Regions from separate parts of the Ovis aries genome. Here region 1 is linked to region 2. Evidence: chromatin contacts called from public Hi-C data. All regions are on one chromosome and are shown on one strand. The core of a region is the stretch at or near the end of the contact, and the rest is flanking DNA. Distances in the headings are between cores, read along the strand shown.

Region 1 (6,561 bases), core at 1,817-4,316, 200 kb after region 2:
ATGTGTGGTGAAAATAATTTATATTTTAAATAATTTGTACGTGTACATTTATGTGGGGGCTTCCCTAGTAGCTCAGCTGGTAAAGAATCCTCCTGCAATGTGGGAGACCTGGGTTCGATCCCTGGGTTGGGAAGATCCCCTGGAGAAGGGCATAGCAACCCACTCCAGTAGTCCTTCCTCGAGAATCCCAATGGACAGAGGAGCCCGGCAGGTTACAGGCCATGGGGTTTGCGAAGAGTTGGACATGACTGAGTGACTAAGCACATTTATGTGAACCAGCTATAGAGTGTTATATATCAAAGCAATTTCCAAGCAAAGCCTTTTGGGTAATTCCTAATTTAAAAGGTCTCAATATAATGATAATCAGTAGAGCCATGGCCTCTACCAGGGTCTCTAAGGCCACAGCTACCTGAATTTTGTAATTAGAAGATGCCAGGGTCATCTCAGAGTAGAACTTCAAGACACTCAGGCTGCACTGACAGAATCAGCTTCTCCGGAGACAGCAACAAAGAAGGGCCATTCTGCTTGTTTGGAAAGAGTCACCTAGGGTGGAGACCTGGAGTGTTGGTGTCAGTGTTAGCAGGAACAGAAGGACTTGGGGGGAAGCTTACTGAAGCATACTCAGGAACAAATCAACCTGTGACATTTGAGGGAGAGAAATTCACACTTTTATACTCTCTCAAGGGACACATTCTTTTAACCTCTAACTTTTGAAATTCAGTATTTTTTTTTTTTTTCATATGAACCTGTCATACTCACAAAGTGTGGGCTTGATGAAGGCAGAATTAGGTGCTTGTGTCCCTTGGTCAAATCATTTAGTCTCTTTGGGGATTTAGGCTCTTTTACTGGTAGAAATGAACACAACTGATAAGCTTATTTCAGACATTACAGTGTGTGCTGAGAAGAGCAGATTCTTGATACCATAGGTTATTCTCAGTTAGAAATGATTACATTTGACTTTGGGGCCACAGACCTTTGTATTTAGAATCAATGGCTGTCTTCTCTGGTGCTTTCATCTCCTTCTTGGCCTCATCTCCTTTCTCCAACAGACTATCCTTGTCTCATGTGTACAGGACTTACTGTCACTCATTCCCCAGGAGAACAATCTGAGGGGTTACTTAAGTATGGTGCTCTTGGAAACTGTAGCCTTCAGTTTCAGAAAGAATGATTTTGGTGGTGGGATTTTAAGCACTGTTTTATAGGTGGATGGTGGGGTGGGGTGGGGCAGGGGATGGAGAGTCAGAGTCATAATCACTTCCACAAATCACACTTGGAGTCATAACACCTCCTCCAGGAACTTTCCTTTATATCTACAGGTCAGAGAGATTACTTTGAACTCTGCTAGACTTGGAATTTTAAAATTTTGGCATGGAAAATTCTTTATAGGCCATGGTTGGTACCAGAAAATGACATTAATAGGTGGCTATCAACAGGCTCTTAATTTTACAGAGCCATTCTTCCCAGGAGCTCAAATGAACAAAATTTACTTTCAGAAAACCTCAGTGAGTCAGGGAGAGCATATATATAGTCTCTTTTGTGGATAAAGAAACGGAGGCAGAAAGTTAGTGGATTATGTGGTTGTCAGATTTGACCCTGGAACCTAGGGACCAGGGTCTCCTTTTGTGGGCCCTGGGCTTCAGAAGTTTGACTCTGGCCCACCTCAAACTTCATCCCTCCCTAAGGATGAATGGTCCACAGGACCCAGGGGCCAAGTCACCAAGTTATGAGTAGCTGAGACCCCAGAATTGTCCTAAGGCCCTTAAGTGCTCTTCCAGGGCCTGCATGGGCCTCCTAACTGGATCCATCCTTAGTGTTGACAGAACCACTGACATGTGGGCCTGTATTCAAATCATGGTCTGGAGGGGCTTGTGCAGCTGGGGCTCCAGACACACACCTGCAGGTTCTTCTGGAATATGACAGAGCTGAGGATGGGAAGCAAAGTTGTCCAGGAGCCTGCTCTCCTGCTCTACCACTTTCTTGTCAAAACTCAAGTCAAAGCAAGTCTGGTCGTGAATCCACCCTTCCCAGTTGCTCCAAAGGTATCTCTGTCAAGTAGGAGGAACTTATTTTACAGTTTGTTAGCTTTATTTATGAGTTAAATATTGAGAGTTAAAGTATGTGGGCTCCCTTTGTACACTTGCTTCTGTTCCTCAGATGTTTCGGGCCCTCTTGCTCTTGACTGTCAAGGCCAAAGCCAGAGGAAGAAGCTGGAGAATTGGATGGTTATGTGATTTTCCAAGACTGCGATTCTCTAGTGGTACTTTGCAAATCTGTAGAAACCAAAATACAAGCCCACGTGTATTTATCTATTACTGCTGACTGACATGGTGAAAATAAAAAGGAAATTAGTCCACAATGCTGGGTTTTCTGTGGCCTCCTTCTCCCAGTTTGCTAAGGGAAGGAGCAAGACAGTTTTCAGGGGTCCTCCTGGGACTTGGGAGGCCCCAAATTGGGAACCCCAAAGGCTCTTGAATTCCAAAGTCAGGGTTTGCGGTGGAAAACAAAACCAGCCAGTTGAACAGAGGACTGTCCATCTTCTCCCCACTCTGGGCATTTAAAGGAAAAAAAAGACTAAAGGGTTGGCATCCTTAGGGGTTTTAGCCTAGCTTTCTCTTCCCCTTTCCTCTCCTCTCTCCGCCCCCAAGTCCCTCCAGCTGAGTAAATTAACAAAGGAAACAAAAGTTGCTGAAAGAACTAGTTTAGAGAAAGCGATTTTCACTCGTGCTGTTGGCTGCCCTGAACCTGGACTAGAGTCTCTGGAGGGCACAGTCCCAAGACCGCCGTTTGCCCCTGTTCCTGCGCTGGCGGGCCGGGCTGGGCCGAGCGGCGCGGACCTACGGCGGGGGTAGGCCGGCTGCACTCCGCCCCCAGCCCCGCGCGCCGCCGGACGTCGCCCGTTTAAGGGGCGGGACGCGGCTCCACGTGCTTTCTGCTGAGTGACTGAACTACATAAACAGAGGCCGGGAAGGGGGCGGGGAAGGAGGGAGAGAACAGGCTTTGACCGATAGTAACCCCAGCGCTCAGCGCCGCCGAATCTATAAAAGGAACTAGTCGCGGCAAAACCCCGGTAATTCCGAGGCAGAGTGAGTGCTGCCGGGGCCGGCAGGGACGCGCCGACACCTCTCTACCCCGGCGCAGGTGGGCAGAACAGGGGGCGCCGTGCAACCAGCGCCGCCACAGCCAATTTCTCGGGGCGCTTTGCTCCCTTTACCCCCCTTCTTTTCCGAAGGGTTTTTCAAGGGGTTGGGGAAAGAACCACAAACACAAAAGTGGAAAACAGGTAAGAGTCTCTTCAGCGACTTGGACGTTATTGTTTCGTTTCGGGCCGAGGGGACTTTGGGAAGCTCTGGGTGTCGGGGACTTTAGTCCGAACCCCCACATCCCCACCTCCTGCAGCACAAACGGGCTCGTAAATGTGGAGAGGACGTCCTAGGAGGAGCTCTGGCGACCCAAAGACGCGACATCGCTGCGCTCAGGGTTCGCCCGCGGTGGAGCTCGGGGAGCATCTCTGGGCGCGCGGAGACCCGAGCGCAGTAGCTGGGGCGCAGTGGAATCGGGGGGCTCCTGGTGGTGCTGGAGGCGCTGCTGCCGGAGTAGGGAGAATGGGAGGTCTGGCACTGAGCTATTCCCTTTGTTTGGAAGCGCCTGAGCCGGTTGGAACCCTCTCTGGCTGCGGCTCGGCCGGCGCCCACCGGGAAAAATGCCAGCCGTCAGAATCCCCTCTGTTCGTAAGGCGCTAGTCCGGGTTGGGCTCTGATCTGGGGATAGGTCCCCCGCGCCCCTGGACTGGAGCAGCGCTTTCTGGCTCACCAAGAATGCGACTGGGAGGTGTCCCAAACAGAGTCCTTAGCGCTAGTGCTCTTTTGAGGCCTCGGGGGCTTTGTTTGATCAGGGGGTTCCTGTTCCATAGTCTCCATACGCTTCCAGGAGGTGCTGCCTCTGACGCTGTGGGAGGCTGGGGATGGGGGTAGGGGAGACGGGCGGGGCGGAGGGACGAGAGTTTTGTTTCTTTAACAAACGTTAGAAGGGTCCCTGCGGAAACCTGGAGCTGAGGTGACCATTCCCCTGCCCCCCCTTCCCCCCATCTTCCTGCCCTTTGCTGAGTGTCTCTTGGAGCAGCTTCAGGGAGGGCATGGATGGGGAAGCTAGGGCGAGACGGTGCAGCAGAATGACCGAGAGTAACCCCGGCAGGCGGTGCAGAGCTCGCAGCTCCGCGGGCGGGCTGTGCTTCGTGGTGGGGGGAGGGAGGGCTGAGCGCCGGCTGCCGGTGGCCACGGGGGGAACTGATCCACAGCGCCTCCTGGCCGGGTGGCCTGGGAATCGGCTCCTTGGCCCGAGTGAGGCCAGGCTGCAAGAGGCTTTGTCGCCTGCTATGGTTCCGACCGAGATCCAAGGAAGACGGGTGATTGTAGACTGGGAGGAAACCTGGGGATCAGGCGAAAGTGCTTCTGCTTGTGTTTTAGATTGCTTCCCAACTCCCAGAGAGTTGCTAAATGGAAGGTTCTTGGGGTGTGCGTGGGCCAGTATTGTGTGTAGGTGCTTGTTTTTCAGCACTCATCGAAAAGAAGGGAATAAACAAGATAAAAGAAAACAGGGAGAGAAGGAAAAAGGGAGAGAAAGAAATGTAGCCCTGGAAATAATTGGCCTTTGTCTTTTGCAAAAGCGATACCATCAGCTTTTAAAACCAGAACTTTTCAGTGAAACAAGGAAGTGAGTGCGTGGTATATACATTCATATAATAGACGATAAATTTGATATTTAAAAAATTCCTTGGTGATAAAAATCAGCAAGTCACTTCCTAAGGACCGATTCCCACCTCCCATCAAAGAACACCTCATAAAAATTTGCAAGTTCAAAAGCAGAGTTTTAATGGCCCTTTAAACAATAGTGTGGGACCCAAACCTAAGTTTCGATCTTTTCAGACAAAATTTAAAACACACCTAAAGAAGTACTTAGTTTTTTATCTCCCCTTTTATTTCAGCCCATTTTCCTCATACTTACTACGAAATTAATGGAGGCTTTCTGTTGTTCTTGTCATTCTCTTTGAGACACTTATCCTAAATCAAGGAAAGTGTGAGAGCAAAGGGAGAAGGTTCTGGAGTAGAACCTCTTCTGATGGTAAATAATTTTCAAGTACAAAGTCTTCCTTGTCAGCCTATTCCCCAAGTACTCCTTGTTTGTGTGTTTTTTTTTTTTAACTTTTAATTTTACATTAAAGTATAACTGATTAACAATATTTGATAGTTTCAGGTGACAACAAAGGAACTTAGTCACACATACATGTATCCATTCCCAAATGCTCCTTTTATAGGAGCTTTAATGCTTTATGCTTTAAGTTAATTCATGATAGAGTTTTGGGAAAACATTAGATACACAGAGCAAGAAGCGGTAGAATTGGAGTGACAGCCTTGGATGACCACAGTTCAAGGGGTAAGAATTGCTACTGCAGTCAGAGTGATTCTTGAGCCCCCTTGCAGGGACCAGCCTGTTGTTCCAGAATGATGTATCTGATTGTGAAATGGACGCTTGTGATATGTGTCTCCCCTTCAGATGAGCGTTTAAAATCTCAGCTCTCAATTTACATCTACATAGAGGCCTATAATGAACCCTGGATACCTCTTGACTTAGGGCATATTTACAGTTCATGTGAGACTAGCTTAGATTGGAAAAGGGTGATTAGGGTTTGATTGTTTCCAACCTCTGCTCTTAATGATTACATTATTAAAAATGAATGAAACCAAATAAAACTCACTGACACAGTTTTTTATCTTCTGTAGTATTTATCTTGTATGCAGAGAAGTTGTAATATTTTTCGTTTAAATTTTTTTTAGGGGATCTTCCTTCCCATAAGCTAAGTTGCTTATGCTATATCCCGCATGATTGTAAATTGTTAATACCTTTGCTATTTTTATTTTCAGCTCCTAAAAAATTAAATGGACATTGCCTTAGATTCCTTAATAACCCCTTCCTTAATTCCTGAACTTCTGACAGTCTAGAAAATTCTGATAGACATGTCATTTTAGCATTTCTAAAATACTCTAAATTCCAAATACATTTTTATTTACTATCTAGATGGTAAAGAAATAATGGAAATTTAATGCTCTTTATGGTTAATTACCTCCATATCAAATTTTAAAGATCTTGCTGAAAATTTGTTTTAATTTAACTGTTCTGGAGGAGGGCTTACACTAAAACTGAAACCTTCTTCATATCTGCATGTGGAAATTATCATAAGTGTGGTAGTTACTGCAATATTTATTTAATAGACACTGTTAAATAGCACCAGGTGCCAAATATTATTACAAATGCTTTTCAAATACTATTTTAAAATTAACCACAAATCCATCTGTTATCCCTATTTTGCAGGCTAAGAAACAGAGAGAGTTTCTGGCCACACACCTTGCAACTGGTAGAGCTAAGTTTTGAACCTATCCAGTGAGCCCCAGAGTTCTTTGACTCCCACACTAAGCAGTCAAGTGGTACAGTTCCAGTTGCTGTAGGCAGGGGACTTTGCGAGGATGCTCGCTGAGTTCTGGTACATATATCTGCTCTAGTCCTTAA
Region 2 (6,609 bases), core at 3,549-6,048:
CCAACTTTGGAGTAGGTTCAAGTGACTATCCTCTATGGAAAGAGACACAGGACAAAAGGAACACTAGACCTCAGGCACAAAACCCAAAATGTTGGACTGCTTGAATTTGTATATTTTATTCAAGCATGAGCAATGGGCTTAATTCTGCACCCAGTAAGGAGCCCTGAGGGTTTTAGAGCTTCTTCAGGGGTATTAGGTTCAGCCAGAGAAATAACTCTGTGCCTCTCTCAGACTTAATTAGATTAAGGTTTTGTTGGTCTTTTTTGATATTTTGCCTGGAAGGTGAGTGAAAGTTCATTTCAAGAAAGGACTACCATTCAAAGCTATTTTATTCCACATTGCAGTATATCCCAGATAAAACCCCCTTGAGATTCCTGTATTCTTGTTCAACATCAGGAAGAAAGAGGGGCACAAAATTGGTTTCTCTGGGCTCTGAGGAGCACACAAAATAGCAAGACCCCTCCCAGGGTTCAGAGAAGCCAAATCATGTGGGGTCCAAGGGCTGCTTTGAAGTTGCTTCAAGCTTTTTTTCCTGAAGATCTCTTTCTGATTGAGCCTTAGTCTCTTAAAAACATTTAGAAGAATCACTTCTATTTGTATTCCTGGAAAAAAGGAGAGAGAAGGAGAAAAACTATATCTTTGCCTCTAGGCCTTTCAGAAGAAACCAGCTGGGGGACTGGAGGCTGGGCTGCTGAGATGGAAGTTCTGTGAACAGATTTTTCAGAGCAAGTGCTAGCGTTAGTGAACCTTTCATCCTCCCTGTGGATTTGTACACCAACCTCTAATACCCATTCAGCAAAGCAACTTCACATTTCACCTACTTTCTTTGTTTTCCAGCTGTTTGGTGTGTGCTCTGTGTGCACATGTGAGCAATTCTTGATGATATTGTTTACTTATACCATTTTTTCCTGAACAGAGAAAGAAAAGACATCCTCACTGAGGATGTAAAAGTTAGGATACTAAGGGGGTATGAGTATGTTAGTGTAGGAAGTGACCCCAAGGGGATCCAGATTATGGCCCACAGTTGGATGACAGCCCTGACTTCACACAAAGATCCTTCATTTTGTAGATGATGAAACTGAAACTTGCAGAGGGGAAATAGCTTATGTTGAGGCTGGGAAATAAGTGGATCTGAAAGATTTTTTTAATGCTCAAAATTGATGGAGTCTCGGGGTTGAAAGGGATCTTAATTTCATCTGCAACTTCAAGTAGATGCCTGAATTCTGGTGTCTGAGTCCTTGTAAAGTAGCCCTATGGCCAGTGCTGGCCTCACTGAGTAATGGGGTGATCATTACTGTTACAAAAGTGGGCCGCCTTTTGATAATTTTGTTGGGTATAGGATATTTTGACAAGACCACGTTTTGAACTCTCTTTCTGAATACATTAATTTCAGTTAGAATTATATCAATATTGATGAATTTTCATTGAGTAGGTATTTCTTGGAGCAAACTTCATTTGACTTTGATCAGTTCATTGTAGGACACCTAAAAATCTTTCATTTCCACAATGGATGAAGCCTCTCCTAAATATAACTCTATTATTTGGGACAGAATATCTTGTAACTAAGAGTTCTGTAGAACAAATTTAGGAAATGTTGATCTGAGCAGTGGAATGAAATTCTAAAAAAGATACATGTAAATTTCAGGTTTTTGAATCAGATAATATTTTAAATATAATAGAGGAATTTATCACTGAAAAGCAACCAATGGAACACATATTGCTAAGTGAGAAGAACCATATTTGTATAACACATATCAATTTTAATTAATACATATAATAAGTCATTTGGAAGTATGTATATAAATGTCTTAATGCTTATTTTGTACATGAAGTTTTGGGAGACTTTCATTTTTTATTTTGCTTGTCTATATTTTCTAAATTTCTAAATTGAATAGTACTCTAACAAAAAAAAGTCTCAAAATATCCAATGATAAATCCTTTAGAAAGACGAAGGATGCTTTTGGTAGGGAGAATAAGCATTATCCCCTCTTTCATCTTCTTTGTAGCTCAGGGGGAGTCTCATCTTCTCTGAGAGATACATAGCTAAACTATTGTTTTCCTTCTTAAAAAAATTATTTATTTGTTTATTTTTATATTTTGTCTGTGCTGGGACTTTGTTATTGCACAAACTTTCTCTAGTTGTGGAGAGTGGGAGCTACTCTCTAGTTGTGGTGTGAGGGCTTCTCATTGCGGTGGCTTCTCTTGTGGCAGAGCACACGCTCTAGGGTGCATGGGCTGCAGTAGCTGCAGCTTGTGGGCTCAAGAGTGCCAGTTCAGTCGTTGCGGTGCATAGGGTTAGTTGTTCTGTGGCATGTAGGATCTTCCTGGACGTTGAGGGATCAAACTGGTGTCCCTTGCATTGCAAGGCAGATTCTTAACCACTGGACCACCAGGAAAGCCCCTTCCTTCTTTTTCTGTCAAAAACTACCATGATACCTGCCTGCATATCAAGTCTAATCTCCTCTGCTTTATTGTTAAGACCTTGTATAATCTCTCAGATTCACCTAATTTGGTCCCATTTTTTAAATTTAAATTTTTATTTAATGTTGCAGTATAGTTGACTTACAATGTCGCATTAGTTTCAGGTATACAGCTGATTCAGTTATACACATACATGGATCCATTCTTTTTCAGATTCTTTTCCCATGTGGGTGTTTATAGAATAGTGAGGAGAGTTTCCTGTGCTATACAGTAGGTCCTTGTTGATGATCTATTTTATATGTAGGAATGTATATGTGTTAGTCCCAAACTCCTACTTTATCCCTCCCCTCAACATTTCCCTTTCCTTAACCATAAATTTGTTTTCAAAGTCTGTAAATCTGTCTCTGCTTTGCAGAAACATTCATTTGTTATCTTTTTTTAAGATTCCATGTATAAGTGATACCATATGATATTTGTCTTTGTCTGATTTACTTAGTGTGATAATCTCTAGGTCCATCCATGTTGTTGCAGATGGCATTATGTTCCCATTCTTTTTTTTTTTTCTTGTTTGATATGTTTATTATTGTCTTTACCTGAAAAATCCAGATAGATGATTGTGGTTTGGTTTATTAATTCCTGGGCTTCTCTTGTGGCTCAGCTGGTAAAGAATCCGCCTGCAATGTGGGAGATCTGGGTTCGATCCCTGGGTTGGGAAGATCCCCTGGAGAAGGAAAAGGATACCCACTCCAGTCTTCTGGCCTGGAGAATTCCATGGACTATACAGTCCATGGGGTCGCAAAGAGTAGGACATGACTGAGCAACTTTCACTTTCACTTTATTAACTCCCAGCAGCCCATTCCTGAGTTCTAAGGAAGCTTGCCTTCTTCCGAGCTACCTGATCTTTCTTCTGAGCAAGTGACATTTTGGGCTGATTCCACCTCTTCTTTTTAACTTCTTTCTTAGGCTTCTTCTCATACACTGGATTCTCTCATATTGCAGCATGAGCTTTTTTATACATCTCCTCCATCACGTATGGAGTTATGTTGTTCTTTATGAATGGAGAGAATTGTTTCTTGTAGGCATCCTCATCCTCTTCAATCAGATAACACATGTAATCTGCAGCATTCTGCCCCATGATGTGCTTTCGGTGTACCTCAGCACTGAATTCTTTGTTTTCTGAATCATAACTAGGGAACCATTTGATACTGTGAGGGATAGACAAACCTTCATTGCCAGCTCCCTTCAGGGCCCCAGAAACTATTCTCAGTAGTGGTCCTGGCAAGTCCTGCATCGAAGTAACAGGTGAAGGTACCAGGTTGACTATCAACGCTTTCCACATTGTATTCCTCTCCAGTCACCTCGACTTGGCCTTCGTAAATTTTGTCCATACCAAACCTATTCAGAAGCCTGCAGGCCAGCAGCAGGCCAGTACAGTGTGCCACAGCATAATTTGTCAGGCCAACCTTCGCACCATACTTTGGGAGTTCGTGAGCATAAACTGCACAAACTGTTATATGTCCTTCTATACAGGCATAAGCAGTCTGACAAATGATATCTCTGTTACATGAATGATCATTCTGTAATTGGATGTGTTGTACTTATTTTTATCTTGGGTTACCAATCGTTTCTGAGCATAGTAGTCAGTTTTGCCCTCTTGCCGTCTGAATTTTACTCAGTATCTCTTGAAGTCAGCTGTGTTCTGGAAAACTTTAACCCCATACTGTAGAACGGAACCCCAACTCTGCAGCTTTCCACAGAGCTCTACGGTCCCATTCTTACAGGACTCACTCCAGTCAAGTTCATTTCTTGTCTGCAGACCTCTGGACCTAAGCTCTTTTCTGCTTCATTGTCATTATTTTTTCTAGATTAGAATGCCCTTTCTATCTCTCTAAATTCTAGCCATTTGTTTGATAAGACCCCACACTGATTTTTCCCTTTTCTGACTTCTGGTGGCAGTTCTAGTCTGTACTGTACTATACAACATTCGCAGATTTATTATGCTTTTCTAGGCTCAGCCCTTGATGCTGGATGGCAGTGGCTAACTTATCTTGCTGGCTGGAGGCTCTGAATACTTTGAAGACATATTGATAGTGAAGAAATAGCCAAGAATGATGCAGTGAGTTGGAATCCAGAGAAACAGACCAAGTAGACCTCAGTTGCAGTGGCTGAGAAACACTAGAGCAAGTAGAGGGGCATGCAGTGTGGATAAGCATAGACTGATTCTCTTATTCCAGTTGAGAGAATCGTAAAGAAGGGCTCTGGTTAGCTCTCCCAGGATCAAGAGCTTCATCCCTAACTAACCAAATGTGCTGGGGAAGACAAGGCCATGTAGGAATTTGCCATATGGATGGGGTGGGGTGAATAGTTCCTCTGAGGAGGGGTTTTGGCCAAACATGGATGGCTTATGGATATCTAATATATTAAAAGCACAGCAGTGATTGTCCACTGGTAATGTCCAGTATAGGAGTGTAGGTCAGTATGCTGGAAATCAGGAAGGAAGAACTATGGTGTAGCATACCACCCTTCCTATTGTTAGAACAGAGTCAACAAGTCTTTATGGAGACTCCCTGGGGACTTGATAATTGTTGGACTAGCCTTCAACTCTGTACACTGTCATTTTTTTTTTTCCCCCTGTTACATTAACCCTAGGACCTGTGACTCCATTTAGACACCCAACAGCCTTGACATTTCTCTGCTCTGCAAGGAACCACTGACAACTTGCACTGTTATCTTGGTCTTAATGACTGCTAAGTCACTTCATTTCCCAGAGGGAGACTGTGAAATCATCAACAGTGTCAGGTCACTGGCAGCCTTAAGCTCTGGATGGAATGTTTCCAGGAAGAAATGCGAGTGAGAAAAGGAGCTGGACACTTCCTTTTAGAGGAAGACTGTTAGCTCATCCTGGGAAGGTCAGCTGGATGGTGGCAGAGTATAGAAGTATTAGCATTAAATGCTTAACTCTGGACCGGTCTTCCCCAGCACTAGGGGGCACCAAAGTCAGCAACTTCCTGATTCTTAAGGCTGGTAGCATGTCAGCTGTTAGGAAATAAGATGAGGGACAAAGCTGTGAGGTAGGGAAGATGGCATGGCATGAAGACCCTGGCATGTCTAGGTCCCTTTTGTCCATCTCTACCTGCTCTGTTCTGGCTTCTGCTGGTTGATCTGGGCTCTCCAGCTGCCTACCTGCCACCGTACCCCTAATTCTTATAGCTGCTGGGTTTTTGACCCACTACTTCTTTCAGAATTTATGCCTTTGCTTCATTTGTTTGGCATGTGGATATTTGTTGGACTCTGCAGTGCTCCTTTGAACCTTGTCTTTTTGTGACATATTATGGAGGTGGTTTATCCAGGTGACCCAAGACAGCGCAAGCTCTGCATCCTACATCCTGGCACCTGGCTCTAAGCTTTCTAGTACAGCTTCCAAATATACTGGGTGGAGTTTCTTTCCTTGCTGGGCCTCCACAGTGCTGTAAAGGACTTAATCCTCCACAGTGCTGTATTAGCATTGCCTGTTAACTCATGACTGGATCCCCTCTAGCCCAAATCAAACGCATCTCTGTACCCTTGGCTTCTGTCACAGAGCCTGGCACAGAGCGGCATTAACCATGACTGTGAAGTGATTGGAAAATGCTCACTGTCACCTCTGAGTGTGGCCTGGACTTTTCCTCCAAAAATATGACTTGCTTTTCCCTGTCTGTCTGTCCTTGTATTCAGATGCAACTAATCACCACACTCCTCTTCTCCTTTTCCACCTACTCTGTTTGCTTTTCCTACCAGTCTGTCTGAGAGAGAGTGCAGTGTGGTGGTTAAGAACATAGATCCTAAATAGGATTTTCTGGTTTTAAATCCTGGTTTTATTACTTATGAACTGTGCAACTGTTAGCAAGTTACTTTGCCTGTCTGTACCTCAGTTTCTTCCTCTGTAGAGTGGGAATAATAAGAATAGGACCAACCTCACAGGGCTGTTGAGAACATTAAATGTGTTACAATGAACAGTGTACTTGGAATAGGATTTGGTACACAGCAGGCGTTCTAGAAGTGTTAGCTGTTCTTACTGTTCTCTGTCTTCACTGCTCAACCAAAAGTAAAGGTCATCTGACTTTGTTTCCTCTTGACTTCTTGGGCTTACCTACCTTCTTCTTGCACTGAACTTGTGTGCCTCAGTCTCATTCTCTGGTCCACTTAGCT

What was found. A called contact is a pair of places that touch in the nucleus more often than the background predicts.
Region 1: a contact with region 2 is called in a Hi-C map of tail adipose tissue, with 6 times the contacts expected there. The contact joins the promoter of ABCA1 here to the enhancer-like site in region 2. A contact is called at or near these places in 9 of 16 Hi-C or Micro-C datasets (hypothalamus, liver, mesenteric adipose tissue and 5 more).

Annotation. Positions count from the first base shown.
Region 1 is chr2:18,099,249-18,105,809 of ARS-UI_Ramb_v3.0, forward strand. ABCA1 (ATP binding cassette subfamily A member 1) reads left to right here and starts at 3,067. Exons shown (of 52, transcript XM_060409002.1): 1 at 3,067-3,138.
Region 2 is chr2:17,892,798-17,899,406 of ARS-UI_Ramb_v3.0, forward strand. It overlaps the pseudogene LOC105606854. Among named protein-coding and RNA genes, the nearest start is that of SLC44A1, 97 kb to the left of the region's middle. Within about 2 kb of position 4,799, at least 5 of the 54 cell types and tissues checked have an H3K27ac peak or open chromatin away from gene starts, as enhancers often do.